2 separate regions of the Zea mays genome follow, and region 1 is linked to region 2. A link is a contact called in public Hi-C data. All regions are on one chromosome and are shown on one strand. The core of a region is the stretch at or near the end of the contact, and the rest is flanking DNA. Distances in the headings are between cores, read along the strand shown.

The links. Hi-C and Micro-C count contacts between places; a contact is called where the count stands out from the background.
Region 1: a Hi-C map of ear shows a contact between it and region 2, with 2.5 times the contacts expected there. The contact joins the promoter of LOC103632940 here to the promoter of LOC100272749 in region 2. A contact is called at or near these places in 2 of 25 Hi-C or Micro-C datasets (bundle sheath and ear).

Annotation. Positions count from the first base shown.
Region 1 is chr7:139,258,089-139,260,910 of Zm-B73-REFERENCE-NAM-5.0, reverse strand. LOC103632940 (cinnamoyl-CoA reductase 2) reads left to right here and starts at 1,531. Exons shown (of 6, transcript XM_008654648.3): 1 at 1,531-1,919; 2 at 2,044-2,213; 3 at 2,357-2,542; 4 at 2,687-2,822. The coding sequence starts at 1,673.
Region 2 is chr7:138,891,050-138,894,004 of Zm-B73-REFERENCE-NAM-5.0, reverse strand. It overlaps LOC100272749, which reads right to left and starts at 1,440. Exons shown (of 1, transcript NM_001147202.1): 1 at 1-1,440. The coding sequence starts at 871. The coding sequence ends at 8.

The DNA of each region.
Region 1 (2,822 bases), core at 282-2,781, 370 kb before region 2:
GTGGCAACTCGCAAGCGGAACTGGGGACTCACGCATGATGGCTGGCTCTCTGCTTTCAGGTGGTCCCAAGAACGCCCACCTCCGGCAGCTGTGGACAGGGCCTTGGACTTGGAGAGAGGTTGCTCCTGTTCAAGGCCGACATGCCCGATCCCGACGCCCTGGCGGCCGCGGTCGCCGGGTACGAGGGGTCGCCTCTCCTGTGTCCTGTGCCCGTAGATAAGGTCCTCAATCGTGAGGAAAGTTCCGGTCCAATCCACCAGTAGAAAAAGACTCAAAGCCTGCGATACGGTATATTTTTATAGACGGATTCGATTATCAATCGTTTATACTATTTTTAGTAGCGGTTTCTTAAGAAAACCGCCACTAGAAATCGTATTTCTAGAGGCGGTTCCTTATAAAAACCGTCTGCAGAAATATATGATTTATAGTGGCGGTTTTCTTAAGGAACTGTCACTAAAAATCATTTTTATCCTTAATTTTTTGAGTTTTTCAAACGACCTCGTATGATGAAACCATCAAAATAAAAGTTGTAGATCTCTAAAAATTATAAAACTTTGTAGTTGATAACTTTTTAATTTGAAATCATTTTGGCTCTCAAAAATTGTATCTAAATTTGTCAAATTTAAAATTCAAATTTTGCAAACGACTTCGGATGAAAAAAGTGTCAAAATGAAAGTTTTAGAACTTTAAAAATTATTCAACTTTGTAGTTGACAACTATTTTATTTGAATTTGTTTATGGTCTCAAACAAGCAATTTACACTCAGTTGATTGTAATATGTGGGCAACAAAACTACACACTAGACACAAATCATGCCATAATCGGAGTGGTAGAGGAGGGTACGCGTGAGGCTGAGGGCAGAGGTTCGATTCCTAGCAAGTAGCAACCGTGTGTAGTGCACGAAAAATTCCACGACTTACGACTTAAATGGAGAGTTGGAGATGGACAGGGGTGTGCCGCGAAGTCTCCTAATAAAAATATTTTTTTGTTATTTTTAGAATCTGTTTTATGTTTCCTGGAAACGATTTTCACTGGCGGTTTTATTACGCCGACCGCCAGTGAAAATCGATTTTTACTGGCGGTTCTCAGTTACCCGCCTGTAAAAATGGTGATTTCTACTAGCCTCTAACACTGGCGGTTACGAAAAACGTCACTGTAAATAGGTTTACGACCGCCACTATAGAGCTTATATTTACCCGTGATCTCTTCCAATTGACACCGTGTTGGTGTTGTTCTGACTTCTGAACCGTGTACGTGAATCGCAGTCTTCCAGAATACCCAAGATGTATATAAGTAGGTAACTAATACAAAGAGAAAAATTACAGGGTATTGATCGTGTTCTTGAGAGTACGTGATCGATTAATCCTCGTCGAAGATTCAATCGTCGGCGAAAAGTCTGTTGGATGGTTTATTCATTTCAGTGGAATAGGATGAACCTGCATTTACGGAAAAAAAAATTCTCTCTTTTGATGACCCAACCCTGTGAAAACAAAACAACCCTCAGCTCAGAAGATGTCCAAACTCCAAACACACGAAAAGGGGAGCGTGCGACGACTTTCAGCTGACCTGCAGAGTTGAATGTGCATTTTTGGTCGTTTGCATCCTTCGCGGCCGGCTCTTTCTGCGTGTTCTTCTTCTTGTCGATTTCCGTCTTGTGTATATACTATATACTATGCTGCTGGTGCTGGGTTGCAAGCAAGTGGCAACTGGCAATATACGGACAAGCCGTGGCGGGTATATACGGACGAAGAGGAGGACCGGAGGAGGAAGCTTCAGTGAGGCCCTGCACTGCAGCGGGATGGCGTCGCCGCCGCCACCACGCGTATGCGTAACCGGTGGCGGCGGGTACGTCGCCTCATGGCTCGTCAAGCTCCTGCTCTCCCGCGGCTACGCCGTGCACGCCACTGTCCGCGACCCAAGTAAGTAACAAGCATGCACACCCCATGCCGCTCTCCAGCTGCTTCTGCGTTTGCGTCTGCGTGAACACGCGCTGGGAGTTGGGGCCGGGGGACTCATGCATGTCGGCCGGCTCTCTGCTTCAAGGTGATCCCAAGAACGCCCACCTGCAACAGCTGGACGGGGCCCGGGAGAGGTTGCGCCTGTTCAAGGCCGACGTGCTCGACCGCGACGCCCTGGCGACCGCGGTCGTCGCGTGCGAGGGCGTCTTCCACGTCGCCTCCCCTGTGCCCGCGGACAAAGTCCTCGATCCCGAGGCAAGTCCCGGTCCAATCTCCTCGGATAATCGTCGGATTGACATTGGCACCTAGCTACTGCTCTCCTCTTAAATCTATTGCTCAATAGTTTTATGGACGTTTTTGCTGCTTAACCATATGCCGAGTGAAACAAACCCATGCAGTCCGAGGTGCTGTCTCCTGCTGTCAAGGGCACTCTGAACGTCCTCCAGGCCTGCTCGGCAAACAACGTTCAGAAAGTTGTCGTGGTTTCGTCCACGGCTGCCGTTTACTTTAACCCGAGCTGGCCCCAAGGTAGAACCAAAGACGAGAGTTGCTGGTCAGACAGAGATTTATGCATTAAGAACGAGGTTAGCGATGCAATTCCAGTCCCGTCAATTCTTCTGGCTGTTAATATGACTTCACCTAGCTTTTTTACCATTCATTACCAGTTCTTGTTTCCAACTGATGCTGCCAGGGAGGACTATGTTAGGCCTAACTAGCTGTTCTTGCAGAACTGGTACTGTGCTGCCAAGACGATTGCTGAAGAAACTGCAGTGGAGTATGGAGAGAAGAACGGGCTGATTGTTGTCACGGTCTGCCCTTGTATCGTTTTAGGCCCACTCCTGCAGCCGCTGATCAATGCCAGCA
Region 2 (2,955 bases), core at 191-2,690:
AACTTGCTTACACCTGAGCTGCCTCCCGCTCGCGGTTCCACTGCTCAATCTTTGCCCTCCGCTCCTCGCTGCCTTCCCTCACCGGGCTCCGGCTCCGGCTCCTCGACCGCCCGCGTCGACGGCGGCTCCCGTCGCTGTCGTGGCTGCGGTGTCTCTCGCTGCTCCTGCGGCTGCCACTGCCACTACGGTAGTAGTGGTAGTAGTAGTCGTGGTAATCGTCGCGGTCCCTGGACCTGGACGAGCTACCGCGGCGGCGGTATGGGCTCGGGCTGCGGCTGCCTCGGCTGTGGCTCCGGAGGGAGCGATGCAGGTGGCCAAACAGCTTCCGCCGCAGGTCCCGGCCGACCTGCTTGACGTGCATAAAGTTGCAGTATCCGCCGCGGTTGCAGCTGTGCTCCTCGAACTGGCGGCAGGTGGCCTCCCGGAAGTCCGTCACCGGCGAGAACTCGGCGATGATGGGTCGGCCCGAGTAGTAGCGGCCCTGCAGCGCCTGCAGGGCGCGGGCCGCCTGCTCCTCCTCGCGGAACTCCACGTACACGTTCCCGATCATGTGGTCCGCGAGGTTGTCGCAGACGTGGAGGCTCTCGATCTCGCCGTGCTTGCTCAGCTCCACGAAGATGTCCTCGTAGAAGTCCTCGAAGTCCTCCTGGATCCGCTCCGGGTCGATGGGGTTGCCCTGCGCGTCCACGCCCGGGGTGATCATGTCCGGCCGCTGGTACATGTTGCAGAGCAGCAGCGTCGGGGAGATGGAAGGCTTGTTGTGCAGGCGGGAGCACCGGTCGCCGTGGCGGCATGCGCCGATCTTGAAGTAGAAGGGGCAGTTCACGCGGTCCTTCTCCGTGCCAAAGATGGACGCAAGATGCTCAGCCATGGATGCCTGATTACTCCTCTACCTGCTCGATTCGTCGCCTAGAGGTTTCTGTGGTCCTGATCAGGCACACAATATGCAATAGCTATAGGATTAACAAACAAATAACAACAAGTCTAACAACTTATGAACCCAGGTAACAGCATCAAATGGCTACTTCAATTTCCAGTCGTTTCGGGATGTGAAAATTTCCGGGAGAAAAAACCTTCAAAATAGCAGCACCTTAAATCCAGTACAAATAATTAATTAATGGACAGAACTACACCGAGCAAAATAAATTTGACGCGAACAAAACTAATCTGCATCCTTTATGCGTCGATTTGAAGCGGAAGATCCAACATCTTCCGACCTGATAAGAATCGACAGAGAAAGTATCAATCCATGGGGAAACAAAAGAGCACGGTATACTCCCTATGTCGCAGCAGGCGCAATCCGATCCCAAACCCGATGCGCACGTACATCCGGACATCTTGAATGCACCGCACCATAGAAAAGAAAGGGAGAGGAGGTTTACCGGTTGCCAGAGAAGAGTGCCGCCGTAGCCGGAGCCCGGAGGTGAAGCAGATGAGTACGGACCCGCTGGATTTGCTGGATGCCTGGATGCTTCGAATCGCGTCTAGAAGCGCAGCGCATATAAGGGCTACGAACGAAGCTTCATCCGACTGCTAGTTTCCAATCGGACGGTCCTGAGTAGTGACACTGGTGGTTACTAGAACCTTCCACCGAGCGTGGCTCGTGAAGCCCGTGTTGGCCCAACAAGATGGACTGGACCTTTTTTTTCATTTCAGTAATTCCAGCCCACGACATTCTCCTCTAACAGAGAAAAGCCAGGGCCCAGGGGCACCATTGGCGAGGGTGTACAAGAATGAGGTGAGTTGGCGAGGTACAAAGAATGAGAACACAAAAACATTCGATAACAAAATGTTGCATCTAAAAGAAATTTGATTGGTTTGGCTCTCAGTCCTTCGCAACTATAGGAAGCCAATAATAGAGAGATTGTCTAAGATTTATACTCACTCCATGGCAAAATAGTACTCCCTCTTTCTTAAAATAAAATTCGATTTAGAAAAATAGTGGTGCATGTGTTTTATATATGTGTCTAGATTTATCATCGATCATATGAATATAGACATAAAAAACAAGAGCTACGACAACTACTATTTTGAGACGGAAGAAGTATCTGTTTTAGCTCTTGTTTTTTATGTCTATATTCAAATATATGATGATGAATATAGACACATATATAAAACTGAAAGTCGCCTAGAGGGGGGGAATAGGGCGAAACTGAAATTTACAAAGTTAATCACAACTACAAGTCGGGTTAGCGTTAGAAATATAAATGAGTCCGAGAGAGAGGTTGCAAAACAAATCGCAAGCGAATAAAGAGTGACATGTGGATTTGTTTTACCGAGGTTCGGTTCTCGCAAACCTACTCCCCGTTGAGGTGGTCACAAAGACCGGGTCTCTTTCAACCCTTTCCCTCTCTCAAACGGTCCCTCGGACCGAGTGAGCTTCTTCTTCTCAATCAAACGGGAACAAACTTCCCCGCAAGGACCACCACACAATTGGTGTATCTTGTCTCGGTTACAATTGAGTTGTTCGCAAGAAAGAATGAAAGAAAGAAGCAATCCAAACGCAAGAGCTCAAAAGAACACAACAAATCTCTCTCACTAATCACTAAAGCTTTGTGTGGAATTGGGAGAGGATTTGATCACTTTGAGTGTGTCAAGAATTGAATGCTAGAGCTCTTGTAAGTAGTTGGAAGGTGGAAAACTTGGATATTTTGAATGTGGGGTGGTTGGGGTTAACCACCAAACTAGCCGTTTGGTGAAGGCTGCAGTCGACGGGCGCACCGGACAGTCCGGTGCGCCATCGGACACTGTCCGGTGCGCCAGCCACGTCACCAGGCCGTTGGGTTCCGACCGTTGGAGCTCTGTCTTGTGGGCCTGCCTGGCTGTCCGGTGGCGCACCGGACAAGTCCTGTAGACTGTCCGGTGTGCCACCCGCACGTGCTCTGCTCCTCTGCGCGCGCAGGCGCGCATTTAATGTGTTGCAGTCGACCGTTGGTCCGGTGTGCACCGGACATA